Regions from separate parts of the Sus scrofa genome. Here all the other regions are linked to region 4. A link is a contact called in public targeted proximity ligation data. All regions are on one chromosome and are shown on one strand. The core of a region is the stretch at or near the end of the contact, and the rest is flanking DNA. Distances in the headings are between cores, read along the strand shown. Region 1 has its middle 15 kb from the start of TRIB1. Region 2 has its middle 110 kb from the start of TRIB1. Region 3 has its middle 53 kb from the start of TRIB1. Region 4 overlaps NSMCE2 (E3 SUMO-protein ligase NSE2). Region 5 has its middle 20 kb from the start of TRIB1.

Region 1 (3,147 bases), core at 540-3,039, 260 kb after region 4:
TGCCACTGCTGTGGCTTGGGTCACTGCTATGGTGTGGGTTCCATCCCTGGCCTGGGAATTTTTGCAAAAAGTGGATGCAGCCAAAAAAAAAAAAAAAAAAAAAAAAAAAAAAAAAAAAAAATCAGGAAGTGGGGCCAGAGTTGGCTAATCCCTACTTTAGATGATGAGAGAGCACCGGAGGGAGATATTTTCCTTTCCTTTTACAGCTGCACCTTCAGCATAGGTATGTCCCTGGGCTAGGAGTGGAATCTGAACTGCAGCTGCGGGCCTATGCCACAGTCACAGCAACACCAGATCCAAGCCACATCTTCCACCTATGCTGCAGCTTGTGGCAACACCAGATCCTTAACCCACCGAGTTAAGGATCCCGCATCCTCATGGACGATATGTTGGGTTCTTAACCTACTCAGCCACAAGGGAAACTCTGGAGATAGTTTCTTATTGCTGCTGTAATAATTTATTGCAAATGTAAGTGACTTCATACAAATTTATTATCTTACAGTTCTGGATATCCAAAGTTGAAAATGGATCTTACTGGGGTAAAATCAAGGTGTTGGCACAATTTATTCTTTCTGGAAGTTTCAAGGAAGAATCCATCCCTTGCATTTTCCAGCTTATAGAGGACACCCACATTCCTTGGGTTGTGGTCCCCTTCCAGCAATGGCATCACTCTGACCTCTGCTTCTGTCACCACATCTCCAGTAGCCAGCATCAAATTCCAGCTATGTGAATTAGGCTCTCTCAGGTGATATAGCCCCACTGAGCCAGCAACTGACTGCTGTCACATGAATGAGCCCAGCAGCCCAGGTGAACTGCTGGCTGATCCCAGCCCAAACTCTGACCCTCAGAATCATAAGTTAATAAATGATTGTTGTTTTGAGCCACTAAGTTTTATAGTGGTATTTTATGCAACAATAAATACCTGATACTGGAATATTTGACACTAGTGGTACCACTATTTTGTGCCCTTCTCTCCTTTTTCAATCTTGAGAGTAGATGCGACATCTGGTGCTTCAGCAGCCATCTTGCAACTTGAGGTTGCAAGAAACTCATAGTAGGTATGGCTTTGACATCACTGCTGCCAAAATGACAACAGTCCTTGTTCAGTTTTGAATTTCTTTCATGTGAGAAAAAAAAAAAACAACCAAAACTCTATTTATGTAATACTATAATTCCAGCTACTTGCAAACTAAAGAACATCTAACTAATACATGGCAAGTTGCCAGACCTCTGAGGCAGCTGAGAAATGGTCAGGAATAGCCAAGAATTAGGAAGACAGAAATGATGTTTGATGGCAGAAATTTGAGGCCTGGGTCCTGTTTTCCTCTTTGGAACCTTGACCTGCCATTAGCATAAACAGCCGGAGAATCTTTTCAGTGGAGAAAGCTTGGAAAGGACCTGGATGAGAAATGTCTGGAAGGCACTTGGGTTGAGCCTCACTGATAAGACTCAGAACACTTGTCCCATGGCTGTGTATTCTGTGAAAAGAAATGACTCAGGGCAGTTATGAAACTCTGAGGCCCATGTGTATTTACATTTTGACTCTTTCGCTACTCTGGCCAGGAAGATTTTCAGCTTGAGATGGTTCTTCCAAGGGAATTGATGCTGGGAATGTGGAGTGGCTGGACAAGGGCAGCTCTGGACACAGGCAAGAGTCGAGGGAGCACACAGGTGAAGACCAGATAGCTGTTTCAAGAGGAAATATCCCAAAGCAGACCCAGGGCCCGCGCAGATTCCCATCTTCTGCTTCTTCCTCCTTTCTAGAAGGTTCCAATTCCATCTGTGGGGAACCCCCCTGCACTTCCTTCCCAAAACACCACACACACACACACACACACACACACACACACACACACACACACACGGACATGGAATGTGCTGTTTCCTTTCATCTCCAAAAGCTCTCTTCTTCATTTTGCAGATAACAATAATAGTTAACAGTTATTGACTGCTTGCTATAACCCAGGCCTGTGCTAAGAGCCTTACTGGCATTAGCTAAGCAAATCCTCACAGCAGGCCTGTAGGTGGGTTTAAAAATGCTCATTTGGAGTTCCTGTCGTGGCTCAGCGGTAACAAACCCGACTAGTATCCATGAGGAGGCAATTTTGATGTGTTGTCATGAGCTGTGGTGTCGGTTGAAGAAGCAGCTCAGATCTGACTTGACTGTGGCTGTGGTGTGGACTGGCAGCTACAGCTCTGATTCGACCCCTAGCCTGGGAATTTCCATATGCAGCAGGTGCGGCCCTAAAAAAAAAAAGAAAGAAAAACCTCACTTGACTGGCAAGGAAACGAACACAGAGAGGTTATGTGACTTGTCCAAGGTCGTGCAGGCTATGAGTGTAGCCAGGATTAAAGTCCAGGCCTTATGACTCCAGAGCTCAAACCCTTAACCACAACCCTCTCACACCCGCAGAGGAGGAAAGTAAGGCTCAGAGAGGTTAAGGGACCAGGCTGATGATGCAGAGGCAAGATTTGGCTACAGGTTCCTGTACTCCTCTGCCTGCCTCGGAACTCTCCTCAGCATCATCAGTCACCAGGGAGCTCTAGACCTGGAGCTGGGGGTCAGATTTCAGCCTTCTCCCCTTTCCTCATCTGCTGACCTTGGGCTGTAAATGGAGCCTTGGCTTTGCCCCCTCCCATCTGAGCAGACTTAGTTGATCAAATGCCATTAGGGGTGTGGAAGAGTTGGATCAACTCTAGGGTTGTTGGTGGTGTTCTGGTTGTTTTTTTCTAATGCCCCAGCCTTGGGGTAACTGTATTTCTGGACTAGCATTTGACCTGCAGTGCCTTGTTCTGGCAGCTGGCTGAGTTTGGGGTTTCCTGCTTCTGCTCAAAATTACCACCCTCCATAAAATGCTCAGGGATGCAAGCGTTTTGCAATCAGTTATTGCATCAGGAAAACTCTCTGAATAGCGCCATTCTACCCTCTTCCCCGCCCAGGTGCTGGCTCAGCCAACTGGAGGTTGGGCACAGGGTGGGGGGGCGGGGAAGGAAAGAGAAGGATAGGTATTTTCTTTCCCACCATCCAGACAGTGCCTGTGGCAGGACCAGCTGGACCTTGGATCTAGCCCAGACACCCCCAGGAAAGGGCTGGTCCTCTGGGGGGAAATGAAGAGGATTAGGATGCCAACACCAGACTGGGGAGTG
Region 2 (3,410 bases), core at 85-2,584, 380 kb after region 4:
TTCGATCCCTGGCCTTGCTCAGTGGGTTAAGGATCTGGTGCTGCCACAAGCTGTGGTGTAGGTTGCAGATGCGGCTCGGATCCCACGTTGCTGTGGCTCTGGCGTAGGCCGGTGGCTTCAGCTCCAATTCGACCCCTAGCCTGGGAAACTCCATATGCCTCAGGAGCAGCCCCAGAAAAGGCAAAAAGACAAAAAAAAAAAAAAAAAAAAAAAAAAAAAAAAAGCACAGAATCAGAGTCCACTCTCTTGAGGTTAGCATCCCGATTCTGCAACTAGGGCGAGTTACCTAGCCTCTCTGGTGTTTAGGCTCCTCATCTGTAACATGAGCATAATCACAGTGCTTTCTTCTTAGACTTGTTGTGAGGATTAAACGAGTTAATCCTTTTCTTAAATGAGCTAACATGAGAAGATTTTCAAAACAGTGCCCAGAACCTAGGGCACGCTATGTCAGTTATTTACTCAAGGAATTAAAAGTTTAGTGGCAGGAATTCGCATCATGGCTCAGCAGAAATGAATCTGACTAGCATCTATGAGGACACACTTGGCCTCGCTCAGTGGGTTAAGGATCTGGCATTGCTGTGAGCTGTGGTGTAGGTTGCAGATGCAGCTCAGATCTGGTGTTGCTGTGGCTGTGCTGTAACCCAGCGGCTACAGCTCCGATTTGACCCCTAGCCTGGGACGCTCCATATGCCTCAGGTGCAGCCCTAAAAAGACAAAAAAAAAAAAAAAAAAAAAAAATTCTAGTGGCAGAGAAACTCACATACACGTACACACATGCACCCACACAATACACATGGTAATTTATTTAACAAATAGTTAATCATGTTTGCCTTGTTCCAGGCTTTGCGTGTGGCATGGGGTTGGCGAGGAGGTGCAGTGTCATATGAGGAAACACAAGATGTGGTCTCTTTCCTACTCCCACCCCAGCCTATAGTCCTGTGGGCATATGACAGCAGGCCAGGACCCTGTTAGGACAAAAATACTGTTTCAAAATATGTTATTCTTACTTCTCTGTTTCATGCTTTATATAATGGTGTGGGTGAGCTGATGTGCAGGGGCAAGGTGCCAAGGTGTTCGGAGAGGGCAAAGCTAAGTGCCCTCCCCCCCCCGCCACCGGCTCACCCATCCGCACCCAGCCAGGTTCGGGGGTGGGGTGGTCAGCGAGTGTGCCGTCGTTCCCCTCTTCATCAGGGACCTGCTGTCCCAGGGAGCAGACGCAGCCCTCGGCCTCTGGCAGCCTGAACGGTGGCAAGACGGTGCAGAACACAGCCCCATATTTGGCCAGGGAGACGCTCACTTCACTACACGCCCTCTGACTCACCCTCCCAGCTCAGCAGCCCTGGGCTGAGCTCACAGGCCCTCTGTCTGACTCAGGCACCATGGGGTGTCCTCATCAGGGCCAGGGGAGGGGACAGCTCTGTGCCCCGAGCTTACATCCCTCCCTTCATCAGCCTCTGCGCTCTCTGTTGCATGCATGCTGCACACTTCACCTGCACTGGGACCCCTTTCCACCTAGGACTGCCACCCCCTCACCCCCCCATTCAAAGGCAGATTCTCCTGGAGCTGACGTCTCCTTGGTGAATTTCACCTTAGCCTCGCCCCACAAAGTGAGCTAGGAGGTGCTGTGATTTGGGCGGGTGGGTGCAGCCGGGAGGCAGCGCAGACAGGGGACAACAGCAAAGATCTGTGTGTTCTGGCTGCTCTGTGTGACCTGGGGCTGCTTGCTGCCAGTCTCTGGTCTGGAGACCTTGCTGCTGAGTCTCCAAGGAGACCGAGTCCAGACGAGCCAGCTCAGTTGGCTCACACAGGAATGAGGCGCTGTCTTCTGGCCCCTTGCCCCTCAGTGTGTGGTCCCTGGAAATGCAGCATCAACATCACCTTGGAGCTTGTTAGAAATGCAGAATCTCAGGCGCCACCCTGACCCACTGAACCAGAACCTGCCTCCTCTCCTGCCAATTCACGTGCACATGGAAGTTTGATTCTATTGGGCTGAGGTGTGTCCCAGGCAGCTTCAAAGCACCCCAATAATTCAGAGGTTCTGGAGCTGTGCTCTAACGCATCAGGGTGATTCTGTGACACCAGGTCTCACTGTCCTGTAAATAAACACAACAGTCAGGCATAGAAATGGGCCCAACAGGCGGGGGTCAGGACATGTGACACCTGGTGTGTGTGTGTGTGTTTGGGAGGGAAGTGCAGAGGGCGGAGGTGGGCTGTTGCTGGGGTGACAGAGCCCGGCAGCTATTGTCACTCTGCCCAAATCCATACCCCAACCTCCCCAAAATAAATCTCTTAATGTTTAAATAAATCTCTAATTTTTAAATGTTGGCTCAGGAGTTCCCGTTGTGGCTCAGCGGTAATGAACCTGGCTGGTAACCATGAGGCACGTTCGATTCCTGGCCTCACTCTATGGGTTAAGGATTTGGTGTTGCTGTGAGCTGTGGTGTAGGTTGCAGATATGGATTGAATCTGGCATTACTGTGGCTGTGGGTTAGCAGCTGCATCTCTGATTCGATCCCTAGCTGAAATTTCCATGTGTTGCAGGTTCAGCCCTAAAAAGCCAAAAAAAAAAAAAAAAAAGTTGGTTCAATTTTATTTCATTTCGTAATAATTATGTATGGTCTAAATAGAATGGGCTGGACATGGCCAGAGGCCTGCTGGTTTGTAACCTCTGTCCAACTGTCCTGGTTTGCCTGGGACTCTCCTGGCTTTAGTGCTGGAAGTTCAGCATCCGTGAAAGCCTCCCAGTCCCAGGCCAACCAGGATGGTAGGTCCTGGTGCAGGGCAGCTTAATGGTCTAGGAGTATTGGTTTGGAGCTATTTTCTCCAGTGTGAATCTTGGCTCTCTCACTCACTCACTGGTGCTCTTGGTCGCATCACTTAACCTCTATCTGCCTCAGTCCCTTCATTAAGCCTCCTAGGCTTGTTGTAAGAATGAAATGAATTCACATACACCAAGTGCTCAGAACATACTTGGTATTGAGAAAATGCTGTATGAAGGTTAGCCTTTTTTGGTCTGTCCCTACTGACTTTAATTTTATGACATGATCCAGAGAAAGACCCATCCCAGAATTGGTTAGAGAGAGAAGCTTGACCCAAAAGCAGAAGCTGAAACAAACAGGCTGATCTCGAAGACAGAACAACAAAGAAAGGCTAGCTATGATTATTAGATGTTTGGATGCTCAGTGTAAACCATCTGACCTCAAGTTTAAAAGTGTCTCAGAGCAGGTGCCGTGATGAGATAACAATGAGAGCTCTGGATGCAGAATACCTGGTCTTGAGCTGTGTGACCTTGGGCAGGTCGCTTAACTTCTCTGTGCCTTGTTGCCTCAGTTAAGCTGGAATAATCACACCCCTGTTCAGGAATGCTGTGAGGAACAAATGAGGTGATGTGTGTGAATGCGAGATCCACT
Region 3 (3,260 bases), core at 734-3,233, 330 kb after region 4:
GTCATACTTCTTACTCAGCAGGTCTTGGGCAGGGCCCAGGAATTTGAGATTTGGTGGCATTTAAAGTTCAGCCAGGACCAAGAAAGGCTGCCCCCTGCCCTCGGTGTGACCCGAAGGGAACCTGTGGACTTACTTTTACATGCATGTCAGTCTGGGAGTCTGGATTTTTGATTCAGAACATATAACTTTGCCAAGTTATTTTCTAATGCTTTCCGTGGAGCCATGGATATTTTCCCCACCTTGTGGAAAACTGAAAAATGTTTTGCAGCAGCCCTATCAAGAGGTGAAATCTATTTTGTGAGTTCTTGAACCGGAGCTGGGTTTTGTGAGTTGCTTGGATCAGCAGAACATGATGGATGTGAGGGCCTGTGAGTTCTGAAGCCCAGGCCTCCAAGACGCTTCACTCCCTGGGATGCTGCCCTGAGACCCCCCATGTAAGGCAGCCGGTTTGCTGATTGCAGGATGGGAGGCCCTCATGGAGGAGAAGGCCAGTACCACCTTCCAGACTCATGACTGAGGCCATCTTGGAGCTTCTACTCCCAGTGACCATCCAACAGACCCAGACAAAACCAGCAGAGGAATTGTCTAGCTGACCAGCAGAAGTGTGAGAAGTTCAGTCATGGCTTTATTATTATTATCTTTTAAATTTTTCAGTCTTTTTAGGAAAGCACCTGCAGCATATGAAAGTTCCCAGGCTAGGGGTTGCATCGGAGCTGCAGCTGCCAGTTTACACCACAGCCACAGCCACGCCAGATCCGAGCTGCATCTGCCACGTATGCTGCTGATCCTTAACCGGCTGAGCGAGGCCAGGGATCAAACCCACATCCTGGGTTAAGGATCCGGTGTTGCCGTGAGCTGTGGTATAGGTCACAGACATGGCTCGGATCCTGTGTTGCTGGGGCTGTGGTGAAGGCCGGTGGCTATAGCTCTGATTAGACCTCTAGCCTGGGAACCTCCATATGCCACAGGTGTGGCCCTAAAAAGACAAAAGACAAAAAGAAATAAGGAAAGAAAGTCCTCATTAAAAAACAAACAAACAAACAAACAACCCACATCCTCATGGATACCTGTTGTGTTCTTAACCTGCCGAGCCACCGCGGGATCTCCATCACTGCTCTAAATCATGGTTTTGGGCTGATGTGTCGCATAGCGATAGATGCCTGAAATGTATCTTATCTACCCCTGTCAGTTCAGGATCTCTATCATCAGGAAAGGCCCCCAGAATAAGGGATCAAATTAAGAGACTGGAACCACATCTACTCCCCCAACCCCGTGGGGGTCGAACCTGGATTAGCTCAACAGGCTAAACGGCCCCAGAGGACCACATGGGGGCTACTGGGGCCAAGGTGATGCAGACCCCAGCTGGCCTGTTCACTCTTAGAAGCTTCATCGTTGGGTGGCCCGAGGCTCCAACTGTCCCCACCAGCCTCTGTCTGCACTGTAGCAAGAGCCGTTCTGTGGCCCCAGAGCCTTGGGAAACCCTGGCGCAATCACGAATGAGTTAAATGCTATCTGATCAGAAGCCAGAGGGCCTGTTTTCATTTTCAAAACTCTGTGTGTCAGTGACTCTAATGCAATGTCCAGCAATGTCTTGAGCAAGTGACCGGCAGGGGACATAGGATGCTATTTACTCAAGATAGCCCATCACGCAAAAGCAACTTGCCTAACCGGGTTTGTAAGCGATTGTTACGAGACCACCGTTGCAACAGGGATGGCCCTGGGTGATGGTCTCAGGAAGGGGCCGATCCCCCCGCCCCAGGCCAAATTTGGGGATATTCTCTTATTTTTGGAACGCTTGGGGCACTGGGTCCCTGGAAAAGAACAGAGAAAAAGGAGCGTTGGGAAATTGCACTCGGATGTGGAATGGTCCTTTAAGGATGGGTGCCCTGGGGAAGAAAGCTTCACGCCACCCTGGAGGGAGACAGCCCCTGGATCAGAGGAGGCTGGAGGATTGGCTGCCTTATGGATGGGGAGGATGATGTGGTCTGGCTCATAAGTCAGTTGCTGAGCAAGAACGTGATGCCTCAGGCTTTTGTAAGGGTTGGTTTGGGTGGTGAATCTATGGGGTTGGGATGGGGTTGGGGTGGGGTTGGGGTGTGTGGTCACTTTCCAGCCCCAAACCATGGTGACCAGGTGGCCACATCCCTGCCTACCCTCCAGGCTGGTCTTACAGGTCAATTGATTAAATCCTTCATCCTTTCTATCCTTTTCCTCTTGGCTAGAATCTGTTACTACTACCACCATCACTACTGCCCACCCCCTCATCTGAATAGCTGCTATGATTTAGCAGTACTTTCATCTGCTCTCTCAAATAATCCTCACAACCGCTCCAAGGGGTAGGCATTATTACACCCACTTCACAGCTGGGAAAATTGAGGCTCAGAGATGTTAACATCTGGTATAAGATTCTAGGACAGTGTGTCCCAGAGAAATGATAAATTGAGTCAGAAAATGGGATACACACAGATATGCAGGCATGGAAAAACAGACATACAGAAAGAGGTCCCCCAGCCCCCAGATACAGATGCATGACCCACAGTTACAAAGGCAAGGACAGAGACCCCGCCCCTGCCCCTGCCTTGGAGGTTTAGGGAGCGTACGCGGTTCTGAAGGTGTTCTGTGCGTTCTTGTGCGTGAAACCCAGATGTCACTGGGGAACATCCCATCCCATCCCATCAGATCCAGATGAAATTCCTTTAGTCACCTCCAAACCCCAATCCATCTCCTCCATTTTTTTCTGCTTGTGTGCATGCATGTGTGTGTGTGTGTGTGTGTGTGTGTGTGTACATAGGTCACTCTCTACACGTGGATGCTGGGTCACTGTGTAAGAAGTATTTCCAACCCCTGGCTGTGGTTAAGCAAAGTCTGACCCCTGCCATCAAGAGGTCCAGGCACCTCTGGGTCTACCTCTCCAGCCTCTTTGGGTTCTGCCTCCCTTTCTCCAATTTCTGATCCCTGTCTTCTCCCCTCACCCTCATCTCCTTATTGCCTTGCTCACTCCCAAGCCTTTTTTTTTCCTTTCTTTCTTTTTTTTTTTTTTTTTTTTTTTTGGCTTTTTAGTGCTGCAATCGCAGCATATGGAAATTCCCAGGCTAGGGGTCGAATTGGAGCTCTAGCCGCCAGCCTACACCACAGCCACAGCCATACAAGGTCTGAGCCGCATCTGCGACCTACACCACAGCTCATGGCAAAGCTGGATCCTTAACTCACTGAGCGAGGCCAGGGATCAAACCCACATGGTCATGGATACTAGTTGGGTT
Region 4 (3,346 bases), core at 36-2,535:
GATCTAATAGAATGTGAAAATGACCGCTACAGAAAGAACTGAAATGGTGTCGCTCGATCAGATTTTAAAATTAAACTAGCATTTTGTATTATACGTATGATCATTGAAAACAATTAAGACTAGTTTAATTCTAGGCAAAGAGTACAATTCATGGCAGAGGTAGAACAGACTTAGGATCATTTTTGAAACATCAAGGCTTTTTAAAAGACATTGAAGTTTGTCTTTCAGTAAGCAGAAACATGCTTTTATTTGATTGGTGATTAACAGATGAAACCAATTTGATTATTCTAGAGAAAATTATTTTATTATCCAGACTTATTTATCCCTCTTCTTTCTGTGCTTTATAACTGAAATTGTGTGTTCTATATAAGTGGAAAGTTATATTTATATGTAGCAGCACTGTCCAATAAAAATATAATGTGAGCCGCGTATGTAACTTAAAATATTCCACCGTCCTCATTACAAAAGGCAAGAAGAGTAGGAATTAATTTCAGTAATGTTTTATCTAATCTAATGTGCCTAGAATATTATTTCAGTATGTAATCAGTATTAAAATTGAGTTATTTTTACATTTACATTCTTTTTTTTGTGCCAGGTTCCAAGTTCAAAATCTTATGATGGATCTCAATCCAGACTAGCCAAATTTCAAATGCCTAATTGCCACTGCATGTGGCAAATGGCAACTGTAATAGCAAGTAGAGAGGGTATTTCACTTTTCAGTGACTCTATCAAGAAATTTTAAGGGTAGTTAAATCAATCAGTTTTGTAGCTTTTTAGAGGTTTTGGTGATATTCACATTGAACCAGTTAGTAAAACAAGATAATACTATTTACCGATTTCTGTTTTTTCCTTTCTCTTTTTTCTCTTTGTATTAGTCGCCCTCTACCACTGGCGTGATTGGTATTTTAGGTTTTTCCCCAAATTGTTTAACCAGCTTAAACTTACTTCTGCAGATCCTATTAATATTTGCTTCTGTTTGAAATGTCACATGCTGATTTGACTCCACACCTACACTACTTTCATATTTTGTAGCTGATGTGGTAATTTAGTTTCTTTTGGTCTTGAGCAAGCTAGAGGGAGTAAGCCTCTTAAGCAGCCAGAACACTCTAGTTGCTGTAAACAATTAGGCCTGTCAGCAGTTGACCTTGGAAATGCTAATTTGCTTGTCTCTTGGTGCTGCTTCAGGCCCTGGCTTTCTCCCTGTGGGTGGGAGTTATGAACCCAGTTTGGAGAAGGCCCTTGGGGAAGCACCAAATAGATGTGCTTCTTGCTTCAGTTTTGCATGTGACCAAGTGCAAGAGGCATTCTTTGTGTGAACTTCTTTGAAGGGCTTTAAGAGCCTGCACTGATGCCTAGACTGAAGTTGAGAGGAAGCTTTGTTGACATTTGAATCTCCCCTTCCCCTGCATTCTAGCACTATCTGCCATAATGATTGATTTAAAATGATTTCATTAATGTTTCATTATATCCCTTGATGGGGTTTTACTTTTTTTTTGTCTTTTTAGGGCCACACCCACAGCATATGGAGGTTCCCAGGCTAGGGGTCCAATCGGAGCTACAGCTACAGGCCTACACCACAGCCAGAGCAATGCAGGATCTGAGCCGTGTCTGCGACCTACGTCACAGCTCACAGCAACTACAGATCCTTAACCCACTGAGCGAGGCCAGGGATTGAACCTGTGTCCTCATGGATACTGGTTGGGTTTGTTAACCATGGAGCCACAGTGGGAACTCTAGGTTTTATTTTTGATAACTAACCTAGATTTCTTTTTAACCCCTTCCAGTCAATTGCTCTATTTTTTATGACTACATCATATTCCATTGTTTGAATGTACCACATCTTATCTATGCATTCATTGTTGCTGGACATTGGGTTGTTATTATTAATAAATTATTATTTGGATATTATTAAGAAATATTGCTCTGAACGTTTGTGTACAAATTGATATCATGGTTTTGATTCGCATTTTCTGATGACTAATGAAGTGCAGTATATTTTCATGTGCTTTTTGGACATTTGTATTGGAGAGATGTCTATTTGGATCCTTTGCCCATTTTCAAATTGAGTTATTTCTGTCTCTATTTTTGAGTTGTAAGAGTTCTTTATATATTCTGGATGCAAGTCCAAAATCAAATGTATGATTTATATTTCTTCCCATTCTGTGAGTTGTCTTTTTACTTTATTGATAGTGTTCTTTAAAATATAGAAGTTTTTTATTTGGTGAAGTCCGGTTATCTATTTTCTCTTTTGTTACATGTGTTTTTGATCATACCTAAGAATCTATTGTCAAATCTAAGGTCATGCAAATTTATTCCTATATTTTTTCCTAGGAGTTTCACAGCTCTAGCTATTATATTTAGATCCATTTTTGAATTAATTTTTGTAGATGGCTTGACTAATGGTCCAGTTTCATTCTTTTGTATGTGGCTGTCCAGTTGTCCCAGCATCATTCTTCCCTCATTAATAGTCTTGGTACCTCATTGTTGAAAATCAGTTGACCATTGACATACAAGTTTATTTTTGGACTCTCAATTAATTCTATTCCATTGATAGAATTCTGTATGCCTATCCTTCTGCCATCAGCACATTGTCTTGTAGCTGCTGCTTTGCAGGAAGTTTTGAAGTTGAAAAGTGTAGTCCTCCAACTTTACTCCTTTTTTTCAAAATTGTTTTGAGTTTTTTTGGGGGGGGGTCTCTTGTAATTCTGTATAAATTTTAGGATCAGCCTATCACTTTCTACAGAGAAGCCAGCTGGGTTCTGATGGGATTGCATGAAGCTTATAGTTCAATTTGGGAAACATTATCATCTCAACAATATTGTTTTCCATAGGACCATAGGATTTTTTTTTAGCATCTATTTATATCTTCTGTACTTTTTTCAATGTTTTCAGATTATTAGTTTTACATTTTTTGTTACTTTATTCTAAAACAATTTATTCTTTTTGGTGCTATTCATTGCAAATGTTTAAATACACAGTTGATTTTTATATGTTGATCTTGTATCCCACAACCTTGCTGAATTTATTTATTTTGGCGTGTGTGTGTGTGTCTGTGTGTGTGTGTCTGTGTGTGTAAATATCTATTATCTATGTGTTTTTTAGTGGATTCTTCAGAATTTTCTTTTTGTAAGATCATGTCATCTGTGAATAGAGATAGTTTTATTTCTTCCTTTCCAGTTGGGTTGCTTTTATTTCTTTGTCTTGCCTGCCTAGAACCTACAGTAAGTACAGTGTTGAATGGAAGTGGCAGGAGCAGATGTCCTTATTTTGTTCCTCATCTTAGGGCAAAAGTGTTCAGTCTTTCATCATTAAGTGCAATGTTCACTGGAGAACCTCCCTTCTGCAG
Region 5 (3,078 bases), core at 535-3,034, 300 kb after region 4:
CTGTGGGAGATGGAATCATCTAGTGAAAGAACATTCCAGATAAAGGGAACAGCAAGTGCAGAGACCCTGAGACAAGAAAGTGCTTGCTGTGTTTGAGGATCTGCCAGGATTGTTTGACGTTTAAGTGAAACAATGTATGTAGATTTCTTAGGATAGTGCCTGCTACATAGCTGACTGTTCCTATTATTGGCGTCTCAAAAAATATTTTTTTTTTGGCTATTGTAAATAGTGCTGCTATGAACATTGGTGTGCATGGATCTTTTCTAATTAGTTTTCTCTGGATATATGCCCAGGATTGGGATTGCAGGATCATATGCTTAAATTTATTTTTAGTTTTTAAAAGAACCTCTATACTGTTCTCCATATTAGTGTTATTTTATTTTCATGATGAGCATAGGGTCCCTCAGATTTACATTCTACTTGATTTTATTTTATTCTAATTTATAATATTTAAAAGTCATATTCATTGAGGTATAATTTCCCTACAGTAAAATTCATCTTTGTCTAGTTTACAGGTAAATAAAATTTGGCAAATGCATCTACCTATGTAAATTCCACCATAATCAAGATTTCAAATATTTCTGTTACTGCAAAAGTTCCCATAAAGCTGCCGTGAACATTTGCGAACATGTCTGTGTGAAGATATGTATTTTTTTTCTCGGGTGCATACCTAGACGTGGGATTGCTGGATTGTGTGTTTAACTTGATAAGAAATCACTGCCTTGTTTTCCAGAGAGGCGACTGTATCTTGCATCCCCATCAGCGATGTATGAGTGTACCAGTTGCTCCGCATCTTCATTAAGAATTCATAGTTAGTCAATTAATTAATACCTTAGTCATCCTAGTAGATGTGCAGTGGTACCTCATTGTGGTTCTAAATTCCACTTCCCTGATGCCTAGTGAGCATCTTTTCTGACACTTTGTCATCTGCCTCTCTTCTTTGATGAAGTATCTGATCAGGTGTTTTGCCTATTTTTCCCGTTGGGATGTCGATTTTCTTACTGAGATATGGGAATTCTTTTCATATTCCAGATGCACGTTCTTTATCCAATACATGTTTTGCAAATACGTTGATCCTCCCTGGATACAACTTGTCTTTTCATGTTCTTAAAGACTGCTTTTTGAGGAGGTGAAGTTTTACCTTTTTTTAAGCTCAGTTTATCCCCTTTTTTCTTTTATGGTTCATGCACTTTCTAAGAAAAGTTTACAGTGTTACAAAGATTTTATCCCACATTTATTTTCTTGGACAAGTGTTATTGTTGTGGGCTTTACATGCAGGTCAATGATCCATCTTAAGATTTTGAGTTGACTTTTATGTATGATATGAACTAAGGGTCAAGGCTTTGGTTTTTTTGTTTTGTTTTGTTTTGTTTTTTGATATGGATTGGCTTATCATTCCAGCAACATTGGTTGAAAGATCTGCTTTACTGAAAGAGGTAAGCATTTGCCCACTACTTGGTGTAGATTTTTTTAGTCCAAGGTGAGCGATGGAAGAGAAGGGGTGAAGGTAAGATTGCTGGGAGCCTCGTGTGAGAAGCGGGGCTCCATGTCATGCACCAAGTCACCCACGGGGTAACCAACAGCAAGCATCTCCAGGCGAAACCGCCAGCCCCCAGGCAGGGTACAGGCCGGCCCGGGAGGTGCCTGCTCGGGTATTTCTCTTGGTGTTTCTCAGAGATTTGTACGCGTCTTGCGTAAACTGCAGATTAGGAAAGCATTAGGTAACAAGAGGGTGGCTGGAGCCTGTTACACACCAGCCTGGCGCAGGGCCTCGGAATGCAGCCTGCGGGGATGGCCAGGCCGAGCAAGTCAAATAGAGCTGGAACCTGGACCGGACGGCTTCCCCTTTCCCTCCTGAGGCCAGAAGGGAGCTTCTGTTCGGTCTCGCGGGTCTCTGGAGCCTCAGTGTCTCACAGACTCTGAAGGTGACCATGGGACAGAAGGTGGGACAGGAAGGCCCTGGGTGTCGCATCACTTATTCTCCTTTATGAAGGAGGCGAGGAAAACATTTAAGACGTTTAAGAGAAATGGACAAATTGACCAATACCATGGGAGACATTAATATCCCTTTGCCACGAACTGATAAAACAAGCAGGCAGAAAATTGTAAGGAGGAGTTCCTGGTGTGGCTCAGCGGGTTAAGAACCCGACATAGTGTCTTTGAGGATGTGGGTTCGATCCCTGGCCTCGCTCAGTAGGTTAAGGATCTGGTGTTGCTGTGAGCTGTGGTGTAGGGCGGTGGCTGCAGCTCCAATTCCACCCCTGCCTGGAAACTTCCATACGCCCCAGGTGGGGCCCTAAAAAGAAAGAAAAGTCGTAAGGATATAGACCTGAGCAGCACCATCAGGCAACGTGATCTAATTAATATTAGGGTAACACGAGCCTCATATAAGGAATTAGGAAGTGTTCTCCTGCGTTTATTCTCTGGAATAGATTATGGAAAATCTGTATCCTCTTTTCCTCTAATGTTTAGTGTAATTCGCTAGTTAAACCATCTACCTGCTGATGTCTTTTGTGGAAAGTTTTGATTATTGGCTCAATTTCCAAAATGGATATTGACTTATTAAAATTATCTATTAAAAAAAAGGAGTTCCTGTTGTGGCTCAGGGGTACTGAATCTGACCAGTATCCATGAGGATGCAGATTCAATTCCTGGCCTTGCTCAGTGGGTTAAGGATCCAGCATTGCCGTGTGCTGTGTGTAGGTCGAAGATGCAGCTTGGGTCCTGCATGGCTGTGGCTGTGGTGTAGGCTGGCAGCTGCAGCTCCAGTTTGACCCCTAGCCTGAGAACTTCCATATGCCATGGGTGCAGCCCCAAAAAGACAAAAAAAAAAAAAAAAAAAAAAAAAAAAAGGAAGGAGGTGTGGTACAGAGGCTTTGCCCAGAGGAAAGTTAGCATCAAATAAAGATTCGTTCCAGCTGTGCCACCCCCACAAGCCCCTACCCCCGCCCTATGCTGCCCCCTCTAAGGACCACCCAGATGTTTGACTCTCAAGTATTTGGGGAGCATCTACTACTCGCTCACAAAGTCTCCCATTTATAGGACCTTTGCATGATCCCTGCCCTCTCGGTGCTTACA

Evidence for each region.
Region 1: a targeted proximity ligation map of alveolar macrophages shows a contact between it and region 4. A contact is called at or near these places in 1 of 47 Hi-C or Micro-C datasets (omental adipose tissue) and 1 of 2 datasets of targeted methods (alveolar macrophages).
Region 2: a contact with region 4 is called in a targeted proximity ligation map of alveolar macrophages. A contact is called at or near these places in 2 of 2 datasets of targeted methods (alveolar macrophages and skeletal muscle).
Region 3: a targeted proximity ligation map of alveolar macrophages shows a contact between it and region 4. A contact is called at or near these places in 2 of 2 datasets of targeted methods (alveolar macrophages and skeletal muscle).
Region 5: a contact with region 4 is called in a targeted proximity ligation map of alveolar macrophages. A contact is called at or near these places in 1 of 47 Hi-C or Micro-C datasets (adipose tissue) and 2 of 2 datasets of targeted methods (alveolar macrophages and skeletal muscle).

What each region holds. Positions count from the first base shown.
Region 1 is chr4:14,311,148-14,314,294 of Sscrofa11.1, reverse strand. No RefSeq gene overlaps it. Among named protein-coding and RNA genes, the nearest start is that of TRIB1, 15 kb to the right of the region's middle.
Region 2 is chr4:14,188,170-14,191,579 of Sscrofa11.1, reverse strand. No RefSeq gene overlaps it. Among named protein-coding and RNA genes, the nearest start is that of TRIB1, 110 kb to the left of the region's middle.
Region 3 is chr4:14,243,719-14,246,978 of Sscrofa11.1, reverse strand. No RefSeq gene overlaps it. Among named protein-coding and RNA genes, the nearest start is that of TRIB1, 53 kb to the left of the region's middle.
Region 4 is chr4:14,572,465-14,575,810 of Sscrofa11.1, reverse strand. All of the region lies in intron 2 of NSMCE2 (E3 SUMO-protein ligase NSE2), which reads left to right. Among named protein-coding and RNA genes, the nearest start is that of WASHC5, 24 kb to the left of the region's middle.
Region 5 is chr4:14,276,622-14,279,699 of Sscrofa11.1, reverse strand. No RefSeq gene overlaps it. Among named protein-coding and RNA genes, the nearest start is that of TRIB1, 20 kb to the left of the region's middle.